5 separate regions of the Mus musculus genome follow, and regions 1, 2, 3 and 4 are each linked to region 5. The links are chromatin contacts, called in public HiChIP or PLAC-seq and promoter capture Hi-C maps. All regions are on one chromosome and are shown on one strand. The core of a region is the stretch at or near the end of the contact, and the rest is flanking DNA. Distances in the headings are between cores, read along the strand shown. Region 1 holds the start of Zfp266 (zinc finger protein 266). Region 2 holds the start of Ppan (peter pan homolog). Region 3 holds the start of Zfp426 (zinc finger protein 426). Region 4 holds the start of Shfl (shiftless antiviral inhibitor of ribosomal frameshifting). Region 5 holds the start of Olfm2 (olfactomedin 2).

Region 1 (3,187 bases), core at 267-2,766, 210 kb after region 5:
GTTGACTGTCATTTCCTTCCACAGTTCCCACCTCCCCAAAATGTACCCTTCTCTTCCTCCCAATTTAATGCCTTTATTTCTATTTATTATTATTATTGATGTATGGGTGCTTTTCCTGCATGTATGTCTGGGCATTGCATGCTTGTCTCATGTCCATGGAGAACAAAAGAGGTATCAGGTATACTGGAAAAGGAGTTACAGACACTTGTAGGCTGCCATATGCGTACTGGGAACTGAACCAGGGTCCTTTGGAAGAGCAACAAAGGTTCTTAACCACTGAGCAATCTCTCCAGACCAACTTCTCCATTTCTTTAAAACATCTTTTGATCTCCCATTCATGGTCCCCTTTCTAGGTTCATGTCTTATATTCACAGTCACAGCCATATGAGACACACACACACACACACACACACACACACACACACACACACACAAAGCTAGTATCCATATAGGATCCATGTGAAACTATGAAGTAGTTTATAACTCTTTCTGGCCTTGAACTCACAGAGATCCACTTGTGTTTGCCTCCTGAGGGCTGTTAAAGGTGCATATCACTATGCCTGACCTAGTTTTACTCTGAATTATTCCAAAAATAGAAAACACCCAAGCTGTTAAACTGTCTCTAAAAATTAAGTCGTTTGGGCCAAAAAGCTGGCTCAGTGGGTGAAAGAGAAGCTGACTTCCATTGCTGAAACCCATGGTGATAACGGACGCCTGAAAGTTGTCCCCTGACCTCCATACATTGCCATGTACATGCCTGCTTACTCTGTTAAACCATGCACACACATACACACACCCCATTATCACGAAAAATCAGGAAAAGATGTTAGGAACTAAGCATTTTGGATACAGGGTTTCATGTATCCCAGACAGACTGGCCTTGAATTTACTATGTAGCCAAGGATGGCCTTGAACTTTGTCTTCTTCTCCCAAGCACCACTAGTACCATCTACGGTACTGGCGATGGATCCCAGGGCTTCGTGATGCTAGTCCGGGCTCTACTAACAGCCCTGGGTGGTGAAAACGTGATGGAATCAAGGACTGAGGTGTTAGCAGAGTCCAGAGACACACAAAGACAGGTCGACATAAAGGTGTCTGGAGACAGCACTAACTGAATGGACCAAACGGATCATTTTTCCTGGGTTGGCAGATTGTGCAACATGGCTAAGGGCATCGCGAGCGTGAGGGAGAGGCGGGAGAGAAAAGCTTTTGTCAGCAGCATCTCCACCGGGGCGTCCCCACACCCATCCTCGCCCCACCGGTCCGCCATCAACCGAGGCGCACCCCGGCCTGGTCCCGCCTCTCGCCCCGCCCCCGCACTGCTCCCCCTTCAAGGTCTCGCTTCTGATCTCGACCTCTCGGCTCTTTTCCTGTCTCAACGCCCCTTATGAACCCACCCGAAAAAGGGTGCAACTGTCGGGACGCTGGAACAAACAAGTTTTTCTCTCCAGCTTGGAGAGCTCCAACGTGGCTGAGAACTCCGAGCCGGAAATGGAAGTGACGTCACGGCCAGCCCCCCCTTTTCTCCGAGCTCTGAGTCCTTCTCGGCGTTTGTCCGAGGGCTCTCCACGCAGCGCTCGGTGAGGATTCGGTGAGGAGCTGCGGGGGCGGCGCGGGGAGGGCGAGGACTCGGTAGGCCTGTGCGGGGAGGCGGGCCGAGCTCTGCTCGCGGGGTCCCGCGGCTTCCCGGGCTCTGCAGCCTTCCCGGGTGCCGCGGCCCGAGTGCGCATCCCGACTCAGCCCTGAGCTGTTTGCACCCACCTTTCTTCTAAAGCCGGTGTAAAGTAACCTTCGTGGAATTATTTTCCTCCCCAGAAAGAATAGACTTTTCGCCATTGGTATCACATTGAGACGCTGCATTTTCCATTCTTGGACCGGGCGATTCTGTTTGGGGGAGCCGAGCTTTGGCTGAAAGGTGGGTGAGGGCAGCCTTTTCCTCTTGTTTTTCTTTTTGTGTGTGTATGGAAAGGAATGCTTTATCCGATTATTTCGCTTTCGTGGGACCTATGTTTACCTGAGACACATTGCATTCTGATTTTTTTAAAAAGGCAACTTCGTTGTAGACTTTCGCAGAGTGCATTTATCTGTATATAAATATAAACGTACAAAGACCCGGGTCTTTGTGTTGAAGAAAAGTAAGGATAACAAGTTACTCTTGATTTGATGCTGGGGCCGCAACTCAGAGCCTCATGATGCTAAGCACTCTCCTGCTGAGCTACACCCTAGCCCAAATAGTTAGCTATTGTCTGAATGTTGTAGGCCTGTGCCTCCTTGCAGACTTTAAAAAATGGAGGCTTTGTTAGGTTAGTACTGATTAAACTGGTTGGTTTTTCAAGGAAAATTAAAATACAGTTTATGTTGAACTATTTGAGAATAGGTTGGGAATTTCAGGCATGATTTTTTTACATAACGGGGTAATACATTTTCTAAAAAAAAAAAAAAAGAAGATACTGACCCAGTAAGACCGTAAATACTGATCTTTCAGCCAAGATAATAAAAAATTAATATTATCTAATATCTTCTTTGTGTGAAATCAGAATTCTTCATTGTTATAAGTTTTTGGGTGTTTTTGCATCTAAGATCTTTTCAAAGTTTCTTTGTTTTTCTAATAGTGGGAATTGAATCTAGGGCTTTGTGCATGTTTAGTAAGCTCTCTTACTGAGCTATAAACCAAGACCTCTTTAAGGCATTTTTGCTGTTATTTAATCTATTTTAAGTTGTTATCTGTTTATGTGTGGGGTGTGGGTTTCTGCCTTGAGTGCAGTGCCCCTGGATGTCACAAAGGGCCTTGGCTCCCTACAGCTGCGTTACAGGAGGTTGTGAGCCACCTGGTGCGGTGCCGGTGTGGTGCTGGGAACCAGATCTCTGGTTCTGGAAGAGCCGTATGTACTTTTAACTAAGTCTTCAACCCCCATTTTAAGGTTCTTATATTGAAATTTTCAGATACCTTTTTAGGATCTTTGAACCTAGGGTAGGTCATGTTGTTTGTTATAGTAACTTTTTAAGGAGGTATGCATTTTCGCATTTCGATGGTTTGTTTCTGTTGGCATTTTTCTCCATTTAAATTTTTTTCTCCATTTTTGATTTTTTTTCACTGTAGACTAACTGATGCTTGGATTTCTGAGTGAAGTGGTATATAGCTCTTGCCTAGAATGTGTGAGGCCCTGGGTTTCAGCTTCAGCACACC
Region 2 (3,267 bases), core at 764-3,263, 160 kb before region 5:
AGGTGTACTAAGCACAGAAGAGATGGAAGATCAGAAGTTCAAGTCCAGCATCAGCCTCAAAGTTGGAGGCCAGCTTGAGATATATGAGACCCTCCTATCAACTCCTAGCCCCGCCTCCGAATTTAACATCAAATCAGTTGCTTTATGCCAAGCGAGTCTCTCCACTCAATGGAGGCGTAACATGTGGTCTGCTCCCCCTCCAACTGTCCAACCCTGGCCCCGGCAGCTGTCACAGATCTGGCCCACCGTGTGCACGTTGATGGACGGGAACAGGTTCTGGAACATGGTGGCCATGAGCTTGATGTGCATGCCCTGGGGGCCGAAGCTGTTGAGCACCAGGAGGGGAGGGTGGTTAAACTGCTGCTCGTGCATCCGGTGTCGGCGCAGGGAAGAGACCACGTCCCGTATCAGTGTATACTGAAAGGAGGGAGAAGAGAGGCTAAGCACCCGTGTGACCAGGGCCCTCCCCAGGCAAGCCGGGCTCTCATATCTACCCTTCTCACCTTGCTGATCTGGAACGTCAAAGTGGGGCCTCCTGGGAGCCGCATCAGCTTCTGCCAAAGAAAGGGTGGGTGAGGGTGCAGGGGTCTGGCTGGCGGGTGGGGCGAGAGAAGGGAAAGCCCTGCTCCTTCACTTCAGAGCGTTTACTTTGAAGCCAGCATCACAAGAGCTCAGGGCAATGGGCTCATCATCAGACAGGAGCAGCTGGGGCTCAGGGAGGGAAAGGGACGGTGTGGCGCGCACTCACCAAGTATACACTGTTATCTGTTTTGGTCAAAATAAGGAAGTGTGTGACCCCCAGGGGGCCAGCCACTGCCACACAGTCCTTCAGGGAGTTCTTCTTTCGAACCTGATAAATGGAGAAAGAAACGGACACAAGGGGCTGGTGAGATGGCTCAGTGGGTAAGAGCACCCGACTGTTCTTCCGAAGGTCCAGAGTTCAAATCCCAGCAACCACATGGTGGCTCACAACCATCTGTAATGAGACCTGAGACCCTCTTCTGGAGTGTCTGAAGACAGCTACAGTGTACTTACATATAATAAATAAATAAATCTTTAAAAAAAAAAAAAAGAAACGGACACAAACATTGAGAGAAGACGTTTAAACGATTATTCTGAGATGGTATTTCTGACCACACACTCCTTTCTGGAGGTATTGGGGTTTTACCTGTACCCCTAAACTATTGCCCCAGCACTCAAAAATACTCTTTAAAAAGTATTTTTTACAAGCCTGTTGGGAGGGACGCAAAGATGGAGGTCAGAGGACTTCAGGAGCTGTTTCACCCCCTCCACTACGTGGGGCACAGGAATTGAACTACAGTTTAACAGCAAGCCCCCTTTCCCACTGAGTCACCTAGCGATTGCCCCCAAAGTATGACTTTCCGTTTTTTACACAAGACCTCACTATGTAACCACAGATGGTCTCTATGGTGATCTTCCCCCTCGATTCTATTCCCGATTTCGCCTGCACACCATTAAGCCTGGGTCAGAGGTGCTGGGGATTCAGCCAAGCCCTCCCACATGGAAGGCAGGCGCTCAGCTTCTGGCCCCAAGTCCTCGCCAAGATGCCGAGCCCCGAACCTGGAGCTGAAGGGCTGAGGGATACAGACCTGCAGGCGGGTAGCGGTGAGAGGTTCCATGACCCGCCGCACATCCAGGCTGAGCTGCCGGACATTGCGACCCGCTCGGCCTCGCGTGAACACGAACGAGTGCGGCTGTGCAGCGTAGGACTCGAGGTTGCGGAGCTGCGCCTGGGCGCGATTGCGCTTCTGATGTCGGGACTGCGGGGACGACAGGCAGGCGGTGAGCGCCCAAGCTTCGGCCGCGACCCCACCAGTGCCCCATGCCCGCCCAGGCCGCCGCGCCTCACCCGCCCGGACTGCCCCATGCTGCCTGCTTCCCCACGAGGCAGCCTCTGTATTCGCTTCCGGCGCACACCGCTCACTTCCGTGCAGGAGACGCAAAGAGGACGGACTTTACGTGGCCAACTTCCGGTGCCACGCGGCTCGTAACTCTTCCCACTTCCTGCGTGCCGGCCAGTGACGTCATCCAACGGTCCTTGGCTCCGGACGGCTTAAAGGACCGAGAATCCTTTCCAGGGGTCTTTATAAAGATGCCGTGGTCCTTTTTGCACAAAAGAGAGGGGCCTCACAATTATTTGAGGGTTCGAGTCCCTATCCTGAACGTTTCGGCAAGCGTACTGCCCCCTTTGTTTGGCCTTTCAGTTTTTTATTCTGAAACAGGATCTCACGCAGCCCACGCTGGCCTGCAACTAACAGAGATCCGCGTGCGTACACTGAGCGCTGGGATTAGAGGCATGTGCCACCCTTCCTGGCTGACTAAACTCACACAGATCCGTGGGCCCGTATCTTCCAAGGACAGGAACTAAAGACTTGTACCACCATGTCCACCCCCTCTCCAAATAGATTGTATTTATTTATTTATTTTTAAATATTTTTTATTACATATTTTCCTCAGTTACATTTCCAATGCTATCCCAAAAGTCCCCCATACCCTCCCCCCCACTTCCCTACCCACCCATTCCCATTTTTTTTTTTTTTTTGGCCCTGGCGTTCCCCTGTACTGGGGCATATACAGTTTGCGTGTCCAATGGGCCTCTCTTTCCAGTGATGGCCGACTAGGCCAATCTGTGGTGGTGCATATGAGGAGATCAGAGGGTCATTTTTAAGAGTTGGTTCTCAGGCTGAAGAGATGGTTCAACGGTTAAGAGCACTGACTGCTCTTCCGAAAGCCCTGAGCTCAAATCCCAGCAACCCCAAGGTGGCTCCCAACCATAATGAGTTCTGACGCCCTCTTCCGGTGTTTCTGAAGACAGTTACAGTGTACTTACATATAATAAATAACTCTTTAAAAAAAGAGTTGGTTCTTTCCTTTTGCCATATGAGGCCTGGAGATGGAGTTCAGATCCTCAGACTTGGTGGTAGGTGTCTCTACTCAACTAAGTCATCTTGCCAGACCTCTAAAATGTTTTAAAATATAATTGTGTTATGCTCATGGGTATTTTGCATGCACAGATGTTTGTGTGTCACTTCTGAAAAAGGAGCTGGAGTTACAGATGGTTGTGAGTTGCCATGTGGGTGCTAGGGATTGAACCTGGGTCCTCTGTAAGAGCAGCTAGTGCTCTTAACCCTGAGCTAGCTCTCCAGGCAATTTTATCGGCCAGTGACGTCAGCTTACCAGTATTGGATTCCCTTATGTTTTTCATTCATCTTTAGTTTGACTCCTTCATTTTCTCTTTCTTCCTTG
Region 3 (3,088 bases), core at 486-2,985, 230 kb after region 5:
CAGGCTGGAGTTATCACAGAGAAAGGAGCTTCAGTTGGGGAAATGCCTCCATGAGATCCACTTGTAAGGCATTTTCTCAATTAGTGATCAAGGGGGAAAGGCCCCTTGTGGGTGGTGCCATCTCTGGGCTGATAGTCTTGGGTTCTATAAGAAAGCAAGCTGAGCAAGCCAGTGGAAGCAAGCCAGTAAGAAACATCCCTCCATGGCCTCTGCATCAGCTCCTGCTTCCTGACCTGCTTGAGTTCCAGTCCAGTGTGGAATTGTAAGCTGAAACCCTTCCCTCCCCAACTTGCTTCTTGGTCATGATGTTTGTGCAGGAATAGAAACCCTGACACTAAGACAAGCAGTTAGTGCTCTTAACCGCTGAACCATCTCTCCAGCCCACACCCCAGTTCCTTTCTTTAAAAAAAATTTTTTTTTTTTTTTGCCAGCTGGGCAACATGACCCTGGGTCAGATCTATTTGAAAAGAACAACACTGGTGTACTTAAATAATCTTGGCAATATTTTTGTGTAAATAACCCATCTGACCAAGTGGCTAGACTTGTAGTCTCCTGTCTCTTAAATTGTTCAAAGTCTAATCAGGGGCTGGGACCTAGAGGTTTTAAGGATGAGTGTGTGTAAAATGCCTAACTCTAAGGTATATATAATTACATTTGAGGTCAACTCATATTTGGCCATGTGCTTTAGTAAAGAGCTTTTCCTTGAGCTCTAAGTGTGCAGTAAGAAAGTCTGCCTTTTCACTGAGAAGTCATACTGGCATATTGTTTCTGAAGCAACGCAAGCCCCTGGTTGAGCAAGTTCATGGCAGAGAGGGTAAATGGGTCTCTTGACAAACTGATCTTGCATCCTGTAATAGATCAGGGCCATAAATGCTTTTACTTTCGTCAGAAAGTGATTATAGCTTCATTTCTCTTTGACTCGCATTGACCAACAGATGTCAGCAGAATTCAGCCTAGTAACATTACAGTTTTCAGCCTCTCAACTGTTGCGTGGTTAAACTGGCTCTTCATTCATGTTATTAGGGACCATCAGTAACCAGGAGTGTCGAATCTGAGTGACTGGGCATTTTTCCTGTGACTTGAGATGACAAAAACCCGGATTTGAGCTTACTGTTTGCTTAGGGCATTCAATAGAACCGGGGACTTGGGAAAACAGTTGCTGGGAAAGATGCAGATACGCGGTTAAGACGAGTTCAAGACCCACCCAGTAACTACTTCAGGATTCTCAGTCAGAAACCCAGTTATTTCCATTGGGCTCCTGAGGCTGGTGGAATGGGCTTAGGTAGGGTAAATCTGTTGAAGCACCCTTTATGGTCGCAGCCTACGAAATACAATTTCAACATCTTGAGAGGTCTAGATGATTACGGAAGCGAGACTGCCTTCTGTTTCCTACTGGACTAGGGTGCACTAGAAAGCAAGGGTTCTAAGAATGCAGCGATGGCAGGCAAAAAAATTTCCTGAGCGGACGCTGGGTACCCACAAGAAACCCTGTGGTTAAAGGACTTACTGGTCCTGGCACCACCGTTGCCCGGCTCACAGCCTGGATTCTAATTCTGTCTTGTCCTGGAGACCAGCGTCGGCCTCCAGCTCCCGCGGTGAAGCCCTTACAGCCCCTCCGCCCTGACACTGCGGAGAAACTAGAAATCTGACAGGAATTCAACCGAGGTAGACTCCCGGGCCTGGCTCTGCAGCAGACCGAGCGCGAGCGGAAGTGACGTCATGCCCGCGCCCGTCTCTTCCGGCTCTTATCTGCACTGAAGAGTTGCGGAGTTGCCTGGCATTCGTGAGTTCTGCGGTACAAGGACTACCTGGAGGCGGAGGGGGAGATAGAGAACGAGAGTGCAGAGCTCTGCTCCGCTTGCCACGGCGCCTCCGGGCGCGGCCAAGCCTGAGTCCTCTCTGGCTGTCAGTCGCCAGGCTGGGGAAGTGCCCAGAGGGCGGGCCTGGCGATGGCTGCGGCTACGATGCTGCTCTTCAAAAGCCGCCCAAGCAAATTCTGTGCGAAAGGCTCTTTTATTTTTCTCCTCAGAAATGAAATTTTGCCGGAGTAGTTGGAGTGATCAGCGCCATACACCTTGCGATTTCAGCGCCTCTGGTGAGCACTCAGTGAAAGGTCGCTTTTGGAAAAAGCCGTATTCCCTTTTAAAAAAATATTAGAGACGAATGTCGGGGTGAGAACTTAATTCATATTGTTAGATTGTACTTTATTTAGTGAGTGCGTGTTTTATTTTGACCATTAGTTTCAGATACAGAGACAAATTTCTTAGTTACTTCGAATGTACGTCTTTCTTGAGAGAATATAAACATTGGTAGACCTCCAGCCCATTCATAAAAACCTAGCGGGCAAGCCTTTACTCACGGCACACAGGTGGCAAAAGGATTTCTGTGAGTTCTTGGCTAGTCTGGTGTACAAAATGAGTTCCAGGCCAACCAGTGCTACGTGGTGAAATACTGTATTTATTAAAAAACAAACAAGCAAAAACCTAACAAACAATAATAGTGAGCTTTTTTCCACCTCCAAAGTTCCTAGGCCTGTGTTTGTTTCCTCATCCCTTTATCTCTCTGTGCTAGTGGTCCATTCAGGGCCTTGTGCGTGATACACATACTTTTCTCTTCGTTCTTAGATCTGTTCATCACTAAACTGCTTGGAGCTCACAGAAGAAATGTGGAAAGCTAGATTATTAAAAATCATAGAATTAACTATTAAGAAGATTGATAAATTAGTGTTCTCTCCCCAACAATCCCCCCCCCCCCATTTCTCTTTTTAAAAAAAACTTAGACGTACTAGCATATTTGATGGTCCAGTATCTGTTATGCTGCAGTCACCTCTTGCAGCAGTCCGTGTCTACTCTTTCCCCAGCAAGATATATTGTATGGTGACTTGTTTGCTAAGATGTAAACTGAAAATAAAGGGCAACATGGTAGCACATAGCAGTGATCTCAGGAGTTGGAGCAATAGGAACATGATTTCTTTTCTTTTCTTTCTTTCTTTTTTTAGATTTATTTATTTTATATATGTGACCACACTGTCACTGTCTTCAGACACACCAGAAGAGGGCATCAGATCTCATTGTAGATGGTTGTGAGC
Region 4 (3,345 bases), core at 616-3,115, 140 kb before region 5:
CAAGCAGCTAGCTGCAAGCCTAATTGGCTGCTCAGTTGCTCCCTGATGAGGGATGGCGGTCTTCACAGAGGGGCCTCTCAGAGCCCAGGCTTCGTTCCAAGTGGCTAGAGTCTGATTCCCTGAAGTCAACTGCTGGTCTCTGGAACCTGGTGAGTGTCGTGTCCCCGGGCTGGGTTCCTGTGCAATTGGATTGCCTCCTGGGACCCTGAGGAGGGGTAGGACATGAACCAAGGCCTGGAGATCTGCCTCACTCGTGCTCTCCATGAAGGCGACTTCCTGCTATTATTATTATTATCTTATCATATTGTTTATAGACCTAAAGCAAAAGAATATCATTGGTAGGATTCTTTTAGATGCCCAGCAAGGTGGTACACGCCTTGATCCCCTGCTCTTGGTAAGCAGAGGCAAGTGGATCTCTGTGAGTTCAAAGCCAGCCTGGCCTATCTAGTGAATTTCAGGGAAGTCCAGGGCTGAGCTATGTAAAGACTCTGTCTTACACAAAACAAAAACTCTGCTATGTCTTTCAAGCAAACAGAAGCCGAGGAGCAAAACAACCATATTGCCTTGATTCCTTCATCCCTCCTGTCCAGGCGTCTTTCTTCCCAGGATCTGCCCAGCTCAGACTTTCTTCTTATGCAAGAAAGGGTTGCCTTGAGTTTTCTTCGACATTCAGTCTCCTTATCCTACTGTCCTGTCTCTTCCATTTGAGGTAATCAGCATGTAATGAGCACCTACTGTTTGAAGGCTGCTTGAGAAAGGAAAGGACCCTAGATGGTAAGGGGAGCACTCACTGATTGTTCCTTCTGACAAGAGAATGGGAATCCCCCTTCCTTTGGGGACAGGGGGAGGTTACCTGAGCGTCCAGGTCGTTGCTCAGCTCCTGTCCGTCTTTCTGCTTGACACCTAGTGGGAGAACATGGGAGGGGCTCTTGAAGGGTGTAGGAGTTCCAGGCGGTGGAGAGCCTCCGGTTAAACGGAGCCAGGGTCGCTAAAGCGCTACAGCAATTCTGAAACCACACCCACTCAGTGTCCCCCCCACCAGGGCTGACTCACCATACACGATAGAGCGCCCAACTCCGGTGTGGTCGCTGCCAAACTTCCTCATAAGAGCCCCTGCCTTCTTGGGGGACACTTTCCCATGAAACTTCTCCCGGAGGCGCCTGACGCTCTTCTCCAACTAGGATAGAGGGGGGATAAGCTCTGATGTCGCCGGCGACGGGGAGCAGCCCCCGCACCTTCATTCTCCTGAACTTGACCCTGGCTTCTGGCCTCCGCATCCCCATCCCCCCCCCCCTTTAAGCCATTTCCTGGAAAAATCCGAAGTTCTCCAGGCATTGGGGGATGGTGGAGACTGCGGCGCGTCCCAGCCTCCCCGGTGCGAATTTGGGGTCTGGCGGTGTGTGTGTGTGTGTGTGTGTGTGTGGCGGGATGCAGGCCAGGTTACCCCCTTTCCTTCTGACCTCTGACCCTACAGCCCCACTGTGCCCAGGGATAGAGGAGGGAAACAGCCCAGGGGGCAGGGGTGTTCCCGGGAGCCCTTTCCGCGCCGCCGGTGGCGCGGCTGTCCTACCTCCACGCCATCCTGAGCCATGGTGGCCGGAGCACACCTGGCTGCGCCTGGGTCCGGGCCTCGCAAGCCTGGGTGGCGTCGCCGCAGCTCCGCCTCCCTCGGGCCCCTCTTTCAGTTTCGTTTCTACGTAAAGCTGGGGACCCTGAGGAGACCCCGCGCAGGCCTTGCGGCCACGCGTCTGCTCACGCGCCCTGTAGTGCTCCCGGGTGGTGCTCCCGGGCCTCCGAGCGCGCCTCACCGCGTCCTGCGCAGCAGCGCGGCCTCTGCAGTCGGTCACATGTCCCCACGCTGCGCGGGGTCCGCGTCTTCACGTCCCCCTTGGGGGCGGAGCCGCACCACAGTTCGGTGCTCCCTCGCTGCTCCTCCTATGCAGAACCCGAAGCGTCTTCGGACCACCGTGGCGTTTTGCTATGCTCAGCAGTTCTAACTCCCACGGCTTCTCTCTCTAATTCCCACACTCTCAGCCTCAGTTTCCTCCTCTGTAAAATGGGCATGCAAGATAGGCATGGTGACACACACCTGTCACTCCAGCAGTTGGAAGGTGGATGCAAAAAGATCAGGAGTTCAAGGATGTCCTAGACTATGTGTGACCCAGTTTCAAAAAAGAAAAAAAGAAAAAGGGGGGGGGGGAGGGGAACATCCTAGGACAAAATGAAATGAAAGATTTTTTATTTTTTTTATTATTTTTTTTTTAGCAAGTTTTACAGACTTCTCCAGAGAATGGGCCCCAGAATCTAAGAGGCCTGGGCTTTTTCACCCCGTTTAAATACCTTCTTCCCAGTGAACCTCTGCCTTGCCCCTTTCGGTACAGAGCTTGGGTCTCACTATGATCCAGGAGCACAGAAATCTTTGCTGGGTGATCTGGCTCCCACCACCACCAAAGGTGGATGCCACAGGTGCAGATAAGGTGGTTTAACAGTGAACCGGAGACCAAAGCCAGAGAGGGGGAAATGGAAACTGATCTACCCTCCCCTTCAGCCTCTTTCCCAGGCCCCATAGTTTCAATGGTGGCCCTTATGGTCCAGGTTACTCTGGAACTTTCTATGTAGCTGAGGATGACTTTGAACTCACCATCCTCCTGCTTCCACCTTCTGAATGCTGGGGGTCTCATTGTATAGCCGTGGCTGTCCTTAAACGTATGGTATGGTGGTCCTCCAGCCTTCGCTCTGTAGCACTGAGATTACAGCTGTGAGCCACCGTGTTTGGTTTTCCAGGGGGATTAATGTCACTTAGCACAATGTGGGACATAGATATTGCATCAGTCACCAGGTGACCTTTGAAGTGTCATGCTGGTTGGAAGCAGAGTAAAAATGTGAAGAAAAGCCAACTCCTGGCCCCTTACACCCTTGTAGACTTCTGGCTCCAAGGAATCCACATTGTAAATCTAAAGCCGAGAATCATGTGAGCATCGGGCCCTGGTCTCTACGCAAGCCTGAAAGGAACACCTCCAAATGGATAGTCATCAATAAGTTATATTGAAATACTATAGCTGTTATGGAAAGTGGGATAGAAGTTCCTCACAGAATACAATGAGCATAAGATCTGTCAACTATTGGGGAAAATGCCTGTAGGAAAGGAAACCAGCTTGTTAATGAGTGCCGGATACTTGCGCCTGTGTGCATTGCTGTATTGTTCACGCGATGTCCATTAATAGGTGAATGGATAAAGAAAATGCAGCGTGGACACACCATGGAATATTACTCACCCATAAGAAAGAAGAAGCCTCATTACTTACTGCAACAGGTATAAGGCTGGAGGGCATTATGTCAAGCTGC
Region 5 (3,194 bases), core at 315-2,814:
CAGGCACACAGGTCTTGCACAATCTACTCTTCCTTAGTCTCCACCCACCCCCTTCTGATACCTATTTGTACTTTCCTTCTTTTGTTTCCTATGTCACTCAAATTTCTTTTTACACTTATTTAAAGTGCTAACGTGGTGGGATGGGTGGCCGTATGGCCACAGCCTTCAAGTGGAGGTCAGAGGACACTTTGGGGGACACTTTCCTCTTCAGAGATCCAGCTCAGGTTACCAGGCTCTGTGGTAAGCACTTTTACACACTCAGCCATTGCTTCCCCCCACCCCCAGACCTCCCCAGCCCTTCCTCAAGTCCTGTCTGTCTCCATAACGCGGTGTTCTTGAGTTGAGCGGCAGGCTACCTCTGGCTTCTTACACATACCTGACCCATCAGGCCCCCAGAACCACTTTACAGATGAGGAAACTGAGACAGACCGGAACAACTATTGCTGGAGGTCAGGTAGGGGCTGAACCTGCTTCTCAGTGGAGTTCAGACAGTTCAGGACCCCCAGCACTTCGAGGTTGGGAGCTTCCGGCTCCGTAAGCGGCCAGCGAGGTAAAGGCCTGAGTCATCGCCGCCTCCAGACGGCGGCGGCCGCCGGCCGAGGGCGACGGCGGCGGCGGCGGCGGCGGGAGGTGATGCGGGGACGCCAGGAGGGGGCGAGAGTGCGAAACCGAAGAGAGGCGACCGCGCGGGTGCTCCTCGCCCGGCCCTGCCGCCTGCTGCGTTTTCCAGCCTCCCTCACCAGGGCACCAGCCCAGTGCAGGTCCCTGGGGGCTGGAGGAGACCCGAGGTCTTAGTTCCCCGCCTCCCACCCCAAGTTCAAGTTGTGAGTCAAACCGTGCGTTGGGACCTGTCTGCAAAAAGAACTGTCTGGGTTCACGACAGTCCCGGGTGGCACCGCCGCCCTCGGATGCGCAGGGGAAAGCATCTCGCTTCCCAGGTCACCCACACTCCAGAGTCTGTACCGGCCACCCTGGGCTTTCCTGGTCTGGAATCCACAGAGGGATCCCCTTCAGAATGATCTGGGGACCAGGAAAGCCAGGAGAAAAGAGTCTCGGAGCTCGGGAGAGCACCGAAGTCCGTCCCGCACTGCTCTCTGTGCGTTGCGGGCTCGGGACCGGGCTCTGCACCCGACCGATCAGGTGGGTGGAGACACCCGACCTCCACCCCCTGTCAGTTTTGGGTGGAAGGTGTGGGCTGGATTTTTTCGCCCTGAAACGTAGGGGTTTTGGAGAGGGGGTGTTGCGTGCTGGGGAGCCCTGGGATCACCACTAAGCTACCGAGGGGACTCGAGCGAGGATGGAGGATTTGGCTGGGGGGGCGGGGCCGGGGATGCCGCGGCGGCGGGGATGGGGGGAGGTGGCGAGGGTGTTGCTGGCAGGGGATGTCCCCACTTCTGCAGGTGGGAGAAGGTCCGCCAGAGGCTCTGCGGGGAAGTGGGGGTCGGAGTGGGTGCACTCCCATTCTCCCCCCAGCCCTGCTGGCTCTAGGGCCGGAGCCGTGACGTCACGGCGGCTGGAAGTGCCCGGCGGTGGCGCGGGAGGGGGTGGCCGAGCCGGCGCCTTATAAAGCTGAGCCCGCGAGGCGCGCGGAGCCGCAGCCGAGCGCGTCCCCAGTGTCACCCCATCCCACCGGCCACCGCCCCCTTGGACCTGGTCATCTCGCCATCGGGATCCCCCACCCCTCCACCCCACTGGGGTGGGTAAGCGACAGCTTGAGTGCCGAGCAAAAGGGACTGAACACCTGCTTTTTTGGGGTGGTGGCGCGGGGCATGAGGCGAGGGGCGCGATGTCGGTGCCGCTGCTCAAGATCGGGGCGGTGCTGAGCACCATGGCCATGGTCACTAACTGGATGTCGCAGACGCTGCCCTCGCTCGTGGGACTCAACAGCACCGTGTCCCGTGCGGGCTCTTCGGAGAAAATCGTGAGTGGCCAGCCGGCTGGGGGGCGCTCCGGCTTGGGGGGGCGTGGTGCCCGCAGACCCCACGGCAGCTCCTGGGAAAGGGACCCTCACAGCCCCAAAGTGACAGAATCTCGGGTTCAGGCGGGAATGTCATCTCGAGGGGACGTGGTCTCTTGGGGGTCCCGGGCTGGACCCCGAGGCACAAGGGAGCCCCGCGCCCGGCATAGCTCTGGGTTTGATGATTGCATTTGCTGGGCTAGAGTCCTCTCTGAGGGGACCTGCTAGTGCCACTGGGGTACCAAGCTGGCTCCAGCCCCAGGCGGAGGCGGCAGGGCTGCGGAATTGAACCAGATCCCGGCAGAGTGGGGCGGAGCTGGGCGGTTTGGGGGAGCCAAGAGGGTGTTCTTCTATGTTGGAGTGATTAGGGGACATCTCGAAGTCTCCATATGTCTTCAGCCTGTGGGACTCTGTCTAAGTGTCACTGAGTACTGTTCTCCCTCCCCTTCCCTGCGTCTCTCCCCCCTCCCTTCTATTTCCGTCTTTCTTTCTGACTTAGTGTGTCTTTTTTCTTTTTCTTTTTCTGCCTGGCTCTCTCTTTCCCCTGCACCTGGTACCAGCGTCTTCGTTCCCAGGATTTGTCTCCTGGAGTACTGACTATTGATCTCCCTAACTCCTCACCTTTGGAGATGGGGGGAGGGTGCGCGCAGGCTCGAACCTAGACAGAAGCTCCTCAGCCCCCCATTCTGTTCTATCATCCCCCTTCTCTCCCCTGCTGGTAGTTCACAGGGATGGAGAGGGACACACTCAGTCTTTTTAATCATGGTGGCTCTGTCTTGTTGACAGGGAAAGAAAGATGCTCTTCTATTGAAAACTTCCCTCATGCCCTGTTCCTGTCCCTATGGAAGCCCCTCTGATCTTCAGTCTGTTTGTGCGACTCCCCTCAATTCCATCCATCTGACTCCCTCACTATTCCCCTTTCATATTGTTACAATCTGGACAGACCCTTATGCATCCAGAATAACCCCTCTCCTCCTGGCCAAAAAAAGACTTTGCTCTCAAAAGCTACAGCTGTGGAGTGTGAAGGGGTGGGGGCAGCAGCTCTTTGAGTCCAGGGCAGGGCCCAGCCCTGGGGCCAGGGGACATATGGCACTTGACACAAACAGCAAGCTTTCAGACCAGCTCCTCAGACTTGCAGTTCTTTGAAATATGGTGTCTTTTTGTGTGTCTGTGACATCAAGTGTCATTGTTTAGGTATGTCTTGTTGTGTCTGTCTGAGCCTGTGGTTTGGGGGTTT

The links. HiChIP or PLAC-seq counts read pairs in DNA pulled down with a chosen protein or histone mark. Capture Hi-C pulls out chosen DNA fragments and counts their contacts.
Region 1: a contact with region 5 is called in a promoter capture Hi-C map of liver. The contact joins the promoter of Zfp266 here to the promoter of Olfm2 in region 5. A contact is called at or near these places in 5 of 39 promoter capture datasets (cranial neural crest, embryonic stem cells, hippocampal neurons and 2 more), 2 of 484 Hi-C or Micro-C datasets (embryonic stem cells and nephron progenitors), 6 of 115 datasets of contacts at active chromatin or transcription factors (double positive thymocytes, effector CD8 T cells, embryonic stem cells and 1 more) and 1 of 9 other capture datasets (liver).
Region 2: a contact with region 5 is called in an H3K4me3 HiChIP or PLAC-seq map of embryonic stem cells, with 17 read pairs. The contact joins the promoter of Ppan here to the promoter of Olfm2 in region 5. A contact is called at or near these places in 3 of 39 promoter capture datasets (embryonic stem cells, neural stem cells and stem cell-derived epiblast-like cells), 10 of 484 Hi-C or Micro-C datasets (adipose-derived mesenchymal stem cells, cortical neurons, embryonic fibroblasts and 3 more), 9 of 115 datasets of contacts at active chromatin or transcription factors (the NIH/3T3 cell line, astrocytes, embryonic stem cells and 4 more) and 2 of 9 other capture datasets (adipose tissue and embryonic stem cells).
Region 3: a contact with region 5 is called in a promoter capture Hi-C map of liver. The contact joins the promoter of Zfp426 here to the promoter of Olfm2 in region 5. A contact is called at or near these places in 4 of 39 promoter capture datasets (the 3T3-L1 cell line, the C10 cell line, embryonic stem cells and 1 more), 1 of 484 Hi-C or Micro-C datasets (liver), 6 of 115 datasets of contacts at active chromatin or transcription factors (acute myeloid leukemia, embryonic midbrain, embryonic stem cells and 2 more) and 2 of 9 other capture datasets (adipose tissue and liver).
Region 4: a contact with region 5 is called in an H3K4me3 HiChIP or PLAC-seq map of embryonic stem cells, with 20 read pairs. The contact joins the promoter of Shfl here to the promoter of Olfm2 in region 5. A contact is called at or near these places in 17 of 39 promoter capture datasets (the 3T3-L1 cell line, 3T3-L1-derived adipocytes, the C10 cell line and 10 more), 6 of 484 Hi-C or Micro-C datasets (B cells, the C2C12 cell line, embryonic fibroblasts and 2 more), 13 of 115 datasets of contacts at active chromatin or transcription factors (the NIH/3T3 cell line, SST interneurons, VIP interneurons and 7 more) and 3 of 9 other capture datasets (adipose tissue, embryonic stem cells and pancreatic islet).

What each region holds. Positions count from the first base shown.
Region 1 is chr9:20,519,748-20,522,934 of GRCm38.p6, reverse strand. Zfp266 (zinc finger protein 266) reads left to right here and starts at 1,516. Exons shown (of 9, transcript NM_001082485.1): 1 at 1,516-1,591; 2 at 1,816-1,915.
Region 2 is chr9:20,886,921-20,890,187 of GRCm38.p6, reverse strand. Ppan (peter pan homolog) reads right to left here and starts at 2,013. Exons shown (of 11, transcript NM_145610.2): 1 at 1,871-2,013; 2 at 1,611-1,781; 3 at 749-850; 4 at 504-554; 5 at 247-417. The coding sequence starts at 1,888. LOC115487308 (a small nucleolar RNA gene) reads right to left here and starts at 704; the gene lies at 620-704.
Region 3 is chr9:20,491,393-20,494,480 of GRCm38.p6, reverse strand. Zfp426 (zinc finger protein 426) reads left to right here and starts at 1,735. Exons shown (of 9, transcript NM_001110309.1): 1 at 1,735-1,783; 2 at 2,030-2,095.
Region 4 is chr9:20,867,162-20,870,506 of GRCm38.p6, reverse strand. It overlaps Shfl (shiftless antiviral inhibitor of ribosomal frameshifting), which reads right to left and starts at 1,865. Exons shown (of 8, transcript NM_175687.2): 1 at 1,571-1,865; 2 at 1,054-1,177; 3 at 854-903. The coding sequence starts at 1,591.
Region 5 is chr9:20,725,373-20,728,566 of GRCm38.p6, reverse strand. It overlaps Olfm2 (olfactomedin 2), which reads left to right and starts at 1,564. Exons shown (of 6, transcript NM_001357635.1): 1 at 1,564-1,921. The coding sequence starts at 1,787. Gm39299 (a long non-coding RNA gene) reads right to left here and starts at 918. Exons shown (of 4, transcript XR_003948292.1): 1 at 377-918.